4 separate regions of the Mus musculus genome follow, and regions 2, 3 and 4 are each linked to region 1. Evidence: chromatin contacts called from public ChIA-PET, Hi-C and promoter capture Hi-C data. All regions are on one chromosome and are shown on one strand. Each heading gives the region's core, a stretch centred on a gene start, on an enhancer-like site or on the middle of the called end of the contact. The rest is flanking DNA. Distances are from core to core; before and after follow the strand shown.

Region 1 (2,855 bases), core at 263-2,762:
TCCTGGTGTGTCTGAAGACAGCTACAGTGTACTTACATAAAAAAAATAAACCTTTAAAAATTATTTATTTATTCACTTTATCACCCCTTCCTTTCCTCTCAGTAATCAGTCACACAGGTCCTTCCCCCATCCACTTTCCCTGTCTCTTTTGAGAAGGGGAAGCCCTACTCTGGGTATCACCCCTCCTCATGCTGTTTTTTTTAGGCAAGGTCTCCCTGTGCAGCAGCCCTGGGTATCCTGTTGCTATAGACAGACCATGCAGGCCTTGAACTCAGAGGTCCCCCCTCTGCTTCCCAAATCACACCAGGCTGGGTTAAAGTTCATGTTTTTAGTAATCCCATAACCCTTTGAGAAACAAATTTCATTGCTGCCATTTTGAAAGATGGTCTTAATCTGTATCCCAAGAAAACTTATAACTTCTATAACCTGGCCTTTTTTTTTTTTTAAACCTCTCACTGCAATATCCCCTTAAATTCCTGAGTGCCAGGATTATAGGCATGTGGGAACACACTGATGAATTTTTTTATTGAGATAGGACCTTAATAAATACACCAGGCTAGCCTCAAACTAAAGTCTTTCTTGTTGCTGCTTCCAAAGTACTAGGATTACAGGCTAACGATGTTTTGTCTTTTTTAAAAAAGTAAAAGTTGTTTCAAAACCTAGTGTGTTAGTACAAAAAAAAAAATCTTTATTTTTTTAATTAATTAATTTTTTGTTTTTTTTTCAAGACAGGGTTTCTCTGTATAGCCTTGGCTGTCCTGGAAGTCACTTTGTAGATCAGGCTGGCCTCGAACTCAGAAATCTGCCTGCCTCTGCCTCCCGAGTGCTAGGATTAAAGACGTGTGCCCCCACGTCCAGCTTCTTTGTTTATTTTTGAGACAGGTTTCTCTGTAATAGCCCTGACTGTCCTGGAACTAGCTTTGTAGACCACACTGGCTTGGAACTCAGAGATCCTCCTGCCTGAGTGCTGAGATTAAAGGAATGTGCCCACCATGTCAAGCTTGGTAACAATCTTTTTTATTCGTTATTTTATTTTATAAATCTCGTGATTCATTTGTGTTTGCATCAATACATTAACAATCTTTTTTACTTTTTATTTTATGTTATAAATCTCGTGATTCATTTGTTTTTGCATCAATACATTAAAAAAAATTAGCCCTGGCGTGATGACACACTCCCTTGCCCTTCAAGAACTCCTTCATCTATAGAAGAATCTTGCCATTTTTTTTCCATTTCTCTCGGTCATTACCTTTCCCAGAACTTTTCCCTCCACAAATGGCTCCCCAGCGGTGTCTAGCGGCAAACAGACCCACCCCTGGAAAAGAGCTCTGCTCCGCCCCGAAGACGTTGATTGGCAGGCACTCCGAACCCCCCCCCCCCCCTACACACACTTGCGTTCGCGTCTGGAGGCTCCGCCTCCCTTCCGTCCCTTGGCCGCCCAAGTTTGTTTTGGCGTCAGGCGCGCGCAGTAATGACGCCACCACGCTGACGCGGGAGGATGGCGGCGGCGCCCGTGGCCTGGGCTGGGAGACGGTGGGCTGAGCCGCCGAGACTCCGGAGAGCCCGCCGCCCGCGCGAGGTGAGGCCTTCCGGCTCGGGGCTTCGGCCTGACCGGCGTGAGGGGCCTGCGAGTTCAGCCGCGGGCGCAGCCAGGGCCTGGCGCGACTCCGAGCCCTCGGTCCCCGTGCACTGGGGCCTGTGGGCTGGGGAGCAGGCCGGGCTGTGGCTACCCGCGGTCCCCAGGCATGGCCTCGAAACCTCCTGCCGCGTTAGGCCCGATGGACTTGGTCATCTGCCTGTCTGTGGCCCAGCCGTCCCGCGTCCAGCGCGGGTCAGGTTGATCTAACCTTGTTGTGTGCGGCGCCTACTCCACACCCTTCCCTTGCGACTGAACGCCAGGGTCCTGCGGGGGCCATCGATCGCTTCCATGTACTGGCTGGAAAAAGGGCCAGAGTCCAGCTGGGTCGCTTGCAAGGCAAACCTGTCATACTTATAAGGAGAGCCCCGCTCAGTCCTCTGAAGCTGCTGCGTGTATAATTCGCACCAGAAAAATCACTCGTTAAAATTGCCTCCTTAGTCACTGTAGGGAAAAACTAAACCTTGTAGCCTGCAGCATTCAAAGCTTATCATAATCGGATGTGGCCTACCTAGCCCTGCAGAGAACGCCTGGGCACGTCTGTACTGCGATTATGTAGTGTTTTGTTGAGGCATGTGAGCCTCCTATTAACTCTGTGGTTTCATACCCTCGAGGTTCAGATAGCTGCTTTCTCGGTTTGTGAAACTTCCGTTCATTTCCACCCTCACTCACCAGTAGAGGAAATTAACCTGTGTCTTTTTGAATCTATCACCAATGTCTTTTCCTTGGAAAACTGTCTCCTGCGTTCACACAGTAGTAGTGTTTAGTTAAAGCTATCGGGACACTGACTTGAATAGATACAGATTAAGCCTTGGGGGAACATCTGTCATGGCCAGCATTTTGAGATAGTCACAGCAAACAGTGACATCTTGAAGTATTTTTTTTCAAGATACAAATTCAAGAGTTTTACTCTTCTCTAGATGTGGTAGACTACACTTCCGATCAATAAGGGCTAGTTTAGGCTACATAGTACATTTAGGACGAACCTGGGCTATATGAGACCCCGTCTCAAAAACAAAATACTCCAAAGCCCTGGTTTGGTGGTGCATGCCTGTGATCACCGCACTCCTGAGAGAGAAGCAGGAGGATGCCCAAAAGTTAAAGGACAGTCTGATATAGTGAGGCTGTCTTGGGGGTGGGGTGGGGGGAGTCTTCACTTTATTTTTCTGCTGATTTCGTTGATGGAAATTGAACTCAGGGCCTGAACCCTTTTCACTTA
Region 2 (2,855 bases), core at 232-2,731, 210 kb before region 1:
AGGGCTGTCGCTTCACAGCACAAGAAATTGAACTCCGGTTTCATGTAGATAAATACTACTGCCATTAGCCATTTTATTTTGAAGACACGGGGTCTCTCTGTGTTGTCCAGGTTAGCCAGAAAGTCCTGGGCTTAACATGAACCAGAGTGACTGGGACTTGGTGGAGAGGGTCCCGCTTAGAGGACACTCCCAAGTCATCCTCTGTCTGGGAAAGGTAGAGATGGGACAGAAGCCTAAGAGATTATAATACATAGTTGCTTCTGCTCTCCAAGACTTTGTCTTTCTCTTTTGCTGAACTGTGGGTAGGGCAGTTAGAAGTGGGATTTAATGAAGTCTGTGGGGTGGGGGTGTGTGGGTAAGATCTGAATCAGCCCCTTTTGTAGGGTAGCATGCTTCTGGCTAGTATACTCATCCCAGCTCTAGGCTCAAGTGAATCCTCCCTGAACTTCAATGCAGACAACCTGAGAACACAAATACCAGCACCAGCCTTCAGTGAGATTCAGGTCATAAATTAGCTACAGATGTTCCCAAAGAGCCCGCATCTAAATGAGAGGAACCTGTTACAAAGGATTATGGCTAATCTGGTTTTTGAGACAAGGACTATAGACCAGAATGACCTCAAACTCAAGAGTCCTCCTGCCTGGACCTCCCAATTAAAAGCAGGCACCAACCATGGTCCAGTCAAAAAGTCTGGCACACCTCTAAAAAGTGCAGCCCAGGCCGGGTGGTGGTGGCGCACGCCTTTAATCTCAGCACTTGGGAGGCAGAGGCAGGTGGATTTCTGAGTTCGAGGCCAGCCTGGTCTATACAAAGTGAGCTCCAGGACAGCCCAGGCTACGCAGAGAAACCCTGTCTCGGGGAGAAAAAAAAAAAAAAAAGGGTGCAGCCCAGCCTCTTTTCTTCCTGCCTGTTTTTACAGTGCTGGGATTACAAATAGGTTGCCAGACTCTTAAATTCGTATCTGAGCAGGGCAGAACCTTGGGTGGTGGGTAATTTTTACTGCACAGAGACACAACTGCTCTGGCTTCCTTTGAGTTACTCCAACCTACCCAACCTGTGTCTTGGGATAGATCAAGTTAGTTAGGCCTTTGGCATCCCCTGGAGGGTGGCGTCCCCTGGTGTTTGCGCCCGGGACTACGGGGCAGGGTGGAAGTAGGGCACCAGGCAAGGGGTGAAAAGGCAAGACCCTCTCCCCTACACACCACACCCATGAGTACCCGAGTACGCGGAAGGAAAAGTCCCTGAGCGACAGCAACAGTCAAGATTCGACCATCCTCCCACAACCTCCCACCCGGGGCGAACTCAGCCAACGAAGCCGGGGCGGGGAGGGGCCGGGCCGGGGGCGGCCTGGCAGGAAGAAGCGCGTACCTTCCGCTGCAGGAGGAGCAGGTGGCTGCACTGCTGCCTGGGCCCCTGGCTTCCTGTGTACGCTCCTGCCGGCTGCTTTTTCCCGCCAGAGCTCATTGGGCCGTCCCGGCCCTATGGCACAGACCCCAGACGACATATCCTGTGAACTGCGAGGTAAGCCCTGGGAGCCCACCTGGCCATGAAGAGCCTGACTCCAAACCAGACCTCTCCTCTCGGCGCCTTAGGGAACTTGACCAGGGGTTTTTGTTCTGGAGGGAGGGCCAGTGCCTAAAAGTCCGCTTCATTTCTTCCTAGCTGATCCACACATGAATACCTGGGCACTCAGTCTAGCACAGACCTTGGGCACAGAGTGGCCCTAATAGAGGAGCCAAAGTCACCCAGTAGACTGTCTTTCCACAGGCGAGATCACCAGGTTCCTGTGGCCCAAGGAGGCGGAGCTGCTGTTGAAAACCTGGCTTCCCCAGGAGGGTGCCGAGCAAAGCCATATCCTGGTATGGTAGCCAGGAGTGAAGCTCAGGACAGTGGCCAGACCCTGCACAAAGAAACTTGATTTCCCTAGAGTATTAGTCTTTTGTCTCCCCCCAGGCACTGCTTCGATGGAGGGCATATTTGCTGCACACCTGCCTTCCCCTGAGGGTGAGTCCCAGGCCGGGCCAACACCCCTTCCCCTTCAGCAAGGGACTGCCTTGCGCAGCTGTCTTCTTTGCCCATGCTGGCTTTTACTTTCCAACAGCAGACAGGAGGGAAGTCTGGGCAGGTCTAGCTCAGGATGCCACAAAATCATGGGCTGTGGAGAGAGGACCTGGGTTCAATTCTCCCACCACCAGGTGGGCTCACAAGTGGTTGGAACTCTAGTTCGAAGGCACCCACCACCGTCTTCTGGCATCTTTGGGAACCAGGCACACAAGAGTGGTACAGAGACAAACATGCCAGCAAACACCCAATAGTACAATTTTTAAATTTTAAGAACAAGCTAGGAGGTGGTGGTGCACGCCTTTAGTCCTGGCACTAGGGAGACAGAGGCAGGCAGGCCTGGTCTACAGAGTGAGCTCCAGGACAGCCAGGTCTACACAGAGAAACCCTGTCTCAGGAAAGAGAAAGAAAGAAAGAAAGAAAGAAAGAAAGAAAGAAAGAAAGAAAGAAAGAAAGAACGAACTAGGCTCAAGAGAGTAGCAACAGTCAGTTGGAATGACTCTGATGCTTTCCAGGTGGACTGTACATTCAGCTACCTGGAGGTCCAGGCCATGGCACTACAGGAAACACCCCCTCGGGTAAGAAAGCTGGACCCCAACTTGAACATACACTCCGCTTGATCATTTATTCCTACACATATCACTCTGAATGGACAGCGCTTCCACCACACAGGGATCCAAAAGGCTCCTCCTTCCCCAGGTCACCTTTGAGCTGGAGTCCCTGCCTGAACTGGTCCTGGAGTTTCCCTGTGTGGCTGCCCTCGAACAGCTGGCTCAGCATGTAGCTGCTGCCAT
Region 3 (2,855 bases), core at 176-2,675, 170 kb after region 1:
ACACTGTAGTTGTCTTCAGATACTCCAGAAGGAGGAGTCAGATCTCATTATGCTTGGTTGTGAGCCACCATGTGGTTGCTGGGACTTGAACTCAAGACCTTCGGAAGAGCAGTCAGAGCTCCTAACCGCTGAGCCATCTCTCCAGCCCCACCTTTCCTTTCTTAATGAGAGATTCTTGTTTACTGTGTTGCTTCAGCCTGCTAAGTAGGTTGATTGCAGTTGTGTAGCACCACAATAAGTTTTATTTATTCTTCCTTACTAGGTTATCCATTAATCTATTGAGAATTATCTGATTTTTTTAACCCTTTGGCCATTTCAAATAATGCTATTATAAACATATGTGTCTAAGTTTTTATATAGACATATTTTTATTCTCATGAATACATAATTGAGAAGAATTGCTTAGTCCATAGTCATTCTTTTCATTGCATTTGCTTTTTGAGATAGTAGTCCAGACTGATCTGGAACTCACCATGTAGCTCAGGCTGGCCTTGAATTTGTGCCAGTCCTCCTGCTTAGTCTATTGAGTACTTGAATTTCAGTTATGAGTCACTGTGCTTTGCTAAAGAATTGAAAGCAGGGCTGGATTGAGGAGCCAGGTGTATATAGTCAAGGGTGATCTAGAATTCTTAACCTTTTGCCTCAACTTCCCAGTGCTGGTATTATGACCTTGTGCTACTATGTCCATCTTGCTTGATTATTAATTGATTGATTAGTTGATTATTGTTGTTGCTCTTATTTTGGTTTTGAGACAGGGTCTCTTTTTACCCCCCTCTCATCTCTGTTTTTGAGACAAAGTCTTGCTCTGACAAACTCTTTCAGTAGTTCTCCTGCCTCAGCCATCCACATCCTGGGATTACTGTTGTTAGTCATGAGGCAGAGACAGGAGAATCACTGTAGTTCAACACAAGGCAGGTATACATAGAGTTGTAGGCGAGCTTTGTGTACATGGCAGTTTGCCAACCAATCACAGATACATAGTGAGACACTCCCTCCCCTATTTCTCTGTCTTTAAAAACAAAAGGTGTTGGAGGACTTCATATAGAACTTGATGTACTATGTTTGTTTGCCCAGTATTTGTAACACCTTAGGTTCAGTCCTGAAAAACACAAAACAACAAAACTGTATTACTGTGTCCCGAGCAGCAATGCGGCAGAACTTAAAGTGTTTTTTCACAGTTGCTCTTCTCTATCTTTGTGGGAACATGACCATGGACAGCACATAATTGAGTGTGGCCAAGTTCCAATAAAATTTTATTTATAGACACAGAATTTGAATCACATTATATCCATAAAATTTTCTTTTAAAAACCATTCTTAACTTGTAGGCTGTCATTTAAAAACAAAAAACCAGGTGGTAGGACAGATTGGGCTCACAGGCTGTATTCTGCCAGACCCTGGTTTACTGTTCGTAAAGACGTGAACATGCTCTCTGTATTCTCTAGATTACTGTCTGCTTTCCTAGGGCCCTCTGGTGGCTGATAGAACATTTACAAAAATTAAATTAGTCAAAATGGTTCTGGAGCATCATGAAGTCTACGGTTGAAAATCTCAATGACTGTTAAAGTGTGGTTGGAGTGAGTGCCATCGTCTCAGAGTTAGGACTTCTGGACACGTGGGGAAAAAGATGAAACTATTTTGTGTGTGTGTGTGTTCATGTCTTTGTATTACTTTAAGACATTGTGTGGGTACACTCATGCTCCCGTGCATGAGGAGGGTAGAGGAGGAGGTCAGGTGTTTCTCTGTGACTGTTCTATGGTTTTGACACAGGGCCTCTCGTTGAACCAGGAGCTCACCATTTCAGCTAGGCTGACTCACCTCCCGGGAACCCCTGAGACCTGACTGCCTCTTAGCCCTCGGTGCCAAGGTCACAGACACTTGGAGCCATGCCCACCCTCATTTATGGGTCACAGGGGTTTGAATTCAAGTTCTCATCCCAGTACAGAAAGCACTATTACCCAATGAACTGTTTCTATCAGCCTCAAGACACCATTTGTGTATTTACTTGTTTTTATCTACAGTTTGCTGGGAGGAAGTTACAAATTTCAGCATTAATCAACTGCTGGAATAACATTGATAAAATAATTACATTAGAATGAAACTATAAAGACTTTCAGCTGGGCGTGGTGGTGCACACCTTTAATCCCAGCACTCGGGCGGTAGAGGCAGGAAGATTTCTGAGTTCGAGGACAGCCAGGGCTATACAGAGAAACCCTGTCTCGAAAAACCAACCAAACAAACAAACAAACAAAAAAAAAACTTTCATAGGTGATTTTTATTCAAAACAAGATTTTTAAAGTACATTCTTAAGTAAAAATTTGTTTTTTAAAAAAATTGGATTGTATAATGATAAAGAATATAGTAGTTGCTAGTATAGTTGTTGCTGGCAGGACTTGCTTAAATATAAAAAAACAAGGGGTGGGTTTTATTTAATTTTATCCATTTTAATTTAATTTATTTTGAGACAGAGTTTTTCTTTGTAGCCAAAGCTATCCTTAAAGTCTCAATTCCACAGCACAAGCTAGAGTGCTGGGATAACAGAAGATGCATGCCACCAGGCCTAGCGAGGGAGTAAATTGAATAGTCTAAATTTGTGAAGATTAATGATCAACTATAATTTAATATCCTCAGTCAGCTATTTTTTATTTAGGTAAAGAATCTAGTGGTGTCTGGTCGCTTTTTGTTTTAATTAATTTGATGTGTTCGATGTTTTGCCTGATTATGTCTGTGTACCATATACATGTCTTGTGCCCTCGGAAGAGGACATTGGATCACTGGGACTGGAGTTTCAGACACTTGTGAGCTTCTTTATGGGTGCTGGGAGTCAAATCAAACCCAGGCCCTGGAAAGAACAGC
Region 4 (2,855 bases), core at 108-2,607, 140 kb after region 1:
AGCATTAGTGTTCCTTCTCTGTGATACCTGATGCTACAGGAGGCTATGGTAGTTCTTGAGATCCTAGCCACAGTTCAGTAACAGCCTAGGCTTTAGAGCCTGCAGTCAGAGGCCCTGTGTAGAACGGAGGGGACAACTGTGGATCTCAGAATGGTTTCCACACTCCATGCCTAGCTGGAGTGAGAGTTTTTCTGATGGATCCTCATGGGCCTGGCAGTGTCCCCCTTCCTTAAAGTACTAAGTGATGTCTCACAAGAGGCTCCAGTTCACGTGTACACACAGGCGGTTTCCCTCTCTTCCATCACCTGACTAAGTAGGCCAGTGATGTTGCCCCTGCCCCACGTAAAGAACACATTTGGTAAGAGGCAGCAGGAATGCACGCCGTCTCAGAAGCTTGCTTCATTCTGCTACGGTCACGTGTGCCAGCTTGGCCTAGTGAGTGCTCTTTACTTCATGAAAGAGAGGCTTCAGGCTTCCACCAAGTTAGATGTGACTTAGGCATGTCGGGCAGGGTTCATTTCACGTCCACACTGTACTGGCAAGCTGGGAACTGGCTGAGAGCTTTGTGGGTACTCTGAAAGTTTTCTCAAGATAAGGTTGCTCACGTGGGGTCAGGAAAAAACTATGGAAATACATAGTGATAGTGGCTTAACTATACTGTGAAGGTAACTGGATTACTTACACTTAAAAGTGTTTCACAGGACTTTAATCCCAAATGTAGGGAGTAGGGCAGAAGCAGGTGGATCCCTGAGTTCGAGGCCGGCCTGGTCTACAGAGCGAGTTCCAGGACAGCCAGCGCTACACAGAGAAACCCTGTCTTGAAATAAACTGAAGAAAAAAAAAAGGTAGCAGATACTTATAATGTTAATCAGTACTGAAGAGGCTGAAGCAGGAGGGTTTTGAGTTTGAGGCATCCTGCACTGTGTAACAGAGTCCAAGACAGTCTGGGGTACACAGTGAAACCCATCTCTAGAACCAAGAAGTTAAGGGTGGGACAGAGCTAATAATGGCAAATTTCCTTCCTTCCTTCCTTCCTTCCTTCCTTCCTTCCTTCCTTCTTTCCTTTTTTTTTTTTTTGAGAGAGAGAGAGAGAGAGAAAGAGAGAGAGAGAGAGAGAGAGAATCTTATGTATTTTAGGCTAGCCAGTAGATCTGGTGAGACAAGCCTGCTCATGGTTGGATATTCTGTTCCTCACTAGATGTGAATTTCATCCCTAGTCCTAGTCCTTCCCCTCCTCTGGCAGGGACATGTGACATGATTTAGCTCTGGGTGGTGGCGTGTCCACACTGCTAAGACAGCCTCAGGTTGCCTGTTCTTCCCTCATGTGGTCCTAGCAAGTGACCGGGTCTTTCACTTCCCTAATCTCCTTCCTGGTTGTGAATGTGAATGTGAACAGGAATGCCTAGAAAGTACCTAGAGCTACTTAGAATGAATCAAAAGGGAGCCCTCTAAGGCTGAGAACTGTATCAAACCACTTGGTATTTTCGTCATTGCATTTCAAAGGTTCAAAGTTAGCACTCGCCAGGGAACCTTCTAGATATGTTGCTGTGAACCAGAGTTATTAAACTAATGTGGAATTGATTGATTGATTGATTGATTGATTGATTGATGTGTTTTGCGATAAGGTCTCACGTACTCTGGGCTCCTTATGATTCAAGAATGACCTTGGACTCCTGCTCCTCCTGCCTTTACCTCCCAAGTGCTGAGGCATGTGCCAGCATGCCTAGCTGGAGTGAGAGTTTTTCTGATGGATCCTCATGGGCCTGGCAGTGTCCCCCTTCCTTAAAGTACAAATTTAAGGCTTGCCAGGATGACTCTGGGCAATCAGGTCTAGTCTGCTGTGTGAGGCAGCACCTGGAGAGTGTTCCTGCCCGCCTGGCCAGCAGGGAGGGTCTTGGTGGTGAACTGTTGGCCTTTCAACAGTTTCATATCCTTAGCTCTCAGATAAGGCCTGTTTTACTGTAACCGGCTCTCCGCTGCCCTCATCTGTCTAGAATTCAGGTAAATGCAAGTCCTCCTGCCTGCCTGGTAGCTGTTGCCTAGGAGGCACCTTTTGCAGGGTAGGAGTCCAGTGTTTGAGATCACCTTCCTCACACTCGTGCCTGACCTGAGATTTTTGATGTAGGAAGAAGATAGCAATGCCATAGACATTCAGGCCGGGTTGTCTCTCTCTTGGTCTCTGATTCTCACGTTGCCATGTCATGCTGCCTCCTTGACTATTTTCCCGTGTTAACGTCTTGATCTTTCTTTGCAACCTTTCCTAATTGTTATATAAGAAGCATTTAAAAACATGTTAAAAGTGTCATATTTTCCTTTTCCAGTTTATATATTTGTTTGTTTGTTTGTTTGTTTTTTGGTTTTTCGAGACAGGGTTTCTCTGTACAGCCCTGGCTGTCTTGGAACTCACTTTGTAGACCAGGTTGGCCTCGAACTCAGAAATCCTCCTGCCTCTGCCTCCTGAGTGCTGGGATTAAAGGCATGCGCCACCACGCCCGGCTTCCAGTTTATATATTTGTATATATGACTTTTCAAAATAGGAGGATTCATGAGGACAGAGCCTAGGCTCCTAAAGACCTTCCTTTCCCATTCTGGTTCTTGGGCTGCCACCCAGGGACTATTCCTTTTACTCAGAAAGGAAGCTGCCAGTTGCTGGGCAGTGGTGGCACATGCCTTTGACCCCAGAGAGAGATGAATCTTAGAATTCAAGGCTAGACTGGTCTACAGAGTGAGTTCTAGGACAGTCAGGGCTACACGGAGAAACCCTATCTTTAAAAAAAAAGAAAGAAAGAAAGAAAGAAAGAAAGAAAGAAAGAAAGAAAGAAAGAAAAGAAAAGAAGAGAAAAGGAAAAAAAAGA

The links. Promoter capture Hi-C pulls out the DNA fragments that hold promoters and counts their contacts. Hi-C and Micro-C count contacts between places; a contact is called where the count stands out from the background. ChIA-PET counts read pairs in DNA pulled down with a chosen protein or histone mark.
Region 2: an RNA polymerase II ChIA-PET map of memory CD8 T cells shows a contact between it and region 1, with 2,582 read pairs. The contact joins the promoter of Carmil2 here to the promoter of Pskh1 in region 1. A contact is called at or near these places in 13 of 39 promoter capture datasets (the C10 cell line, the HPC-7 cell line, cranial neural crest and 10 more), 2 of 484 Hi-C or Micro-C datasets (LSK cells and bone marrow-derived macrophages), 20 of 115 datasets of contacts at active chromatin or transcription factors (bone marrow-derived macrophages, embryonic basal ganglia, embryonic forebrain and 12 more) and 5 of 9 other capture datasets (adipose tissue, embryonic stem cells, liver and 2 more).
Region 3: a contact with region 1 is called in a promoter capture Hi-C map of liver, with 2.3 times the contacts expected there. The contact joins the enhancer-like site here to the promoter of Pskh1 in region 1. A contact is called at or near these places in 6 of 39 promoter capture datasets (the C10 cell line, the HPC-7 cell line, cranial neural crest and 3 more), 2 of 484 Hi-C or Micro-C datasets (both in embryonic stem cells), 3 of 115 datasets of contacts at active chromatin or transcription factors (effector CD8 T cells, embryonic stem cells and thymic regulatory T cells) and 2 of 9 other capture datasets (adipose tissue and liver).
Region 4: a contact with region 1 is called in a Hi-C map of bone marrow-derived macrophages, with 39 read pairs. The contact joins the enhancer-like site here to the promoter of Pskh1 in region 1. A contact is called at or near these places in 8 of 39 promoter capture datasets (the C10 cell line, the HPC-7 cell line, cranial neural crest and 4 more), 3 of 15 datasets of contacts at CTCF or cohesin (large pre-B cells, pro-B cells and stem cell-derived epiblast-like cells), 43 of 484 Hi-C or Micro-C datasets (B cells, the CH12 cell line, the G1E-ER4 cell line and 25 more), 11 of 115 datasets of contacts at active chromatin or transcription factors (the SCID.adh cell line, bone marrow-derived dendritic cells, bone marrow-derived macrophages and 5 more) and 4 of 9 other capture datasets (adipose tissue, liver, macrophages and 1 more).

Annotation. Positions count from the first base shown.
Region 1 is chr8:105,898,962-105,901,816 of GRCm38.p6, forward strand. It overlaps Pskh1 (protein serine kinase H1), which reads left to right and starts at 1,513. Exons shown (of 3, transcript NM_173432.2): 1 at 1,513-1,579.
Region 2 is chr8:105,684,793-105,687,647 of GRCm38.p6, forward strand. It overlaps Carmil2 (capping protein regulator and myosin 1 linker 2), which reads left to right and starts at 1,482. Exons shown (of 39, transcript NM_001357333.1): 1 at 1,482-1,521; 2 at 1,768-1,859; 3 at 1,954-2,004; 4 at 2,577-2,639; 5 at 2,761-2,855. The coding sequence starts at 1,482. It overlaps Gm33578 (a long non-coding RNA gene), which reads right to left and starts at 1,428. Exons shown (of 2, transcript XR_387987.3): 1 at 1,369-1,428.
Region 3 is chr8:106,073,941-106,076,795 of GRCm38.p6, forward strand. All of the region lies in intron 1 of Nfatc3 (nuclear factor of activated T cells, cytoplasmic, calcineurin dependent 3), which reads left to right. Among named protein-coding and RNA genes, the nearest start is that of Nfatc3, 16 kb to the left of the region's middle. Within about 2 kb of position 1,426, at least 39 of the 459 cell types and tissues checked have an H3K27ac peak or open chromatin away from gene starts, as enhancers often do. A contact at or near this core is called in liver, where this site is marked.
Region 4 is chr8:106,038,469-106,041,323 of GRCm38.p6, forward strand. All of the region lies in intron 7 of Dus2 (dihydrouridine synthase 2), which reads left to right. Among named protein-coding and RNA genes, the nearest start is that of Nfatc3, 20 kb to the right of the region's middle. Within about 2 kb of position 1,358, at least 18 of the 459 cell types and tissues checked have an H3K27ac peak or open chromatin away from gene starts, as enhancers often do. A contact at or near this core is called in the CH12 cell line, bone marrow-derived macrophages, erythroblasts and 1 more, where this site is marked.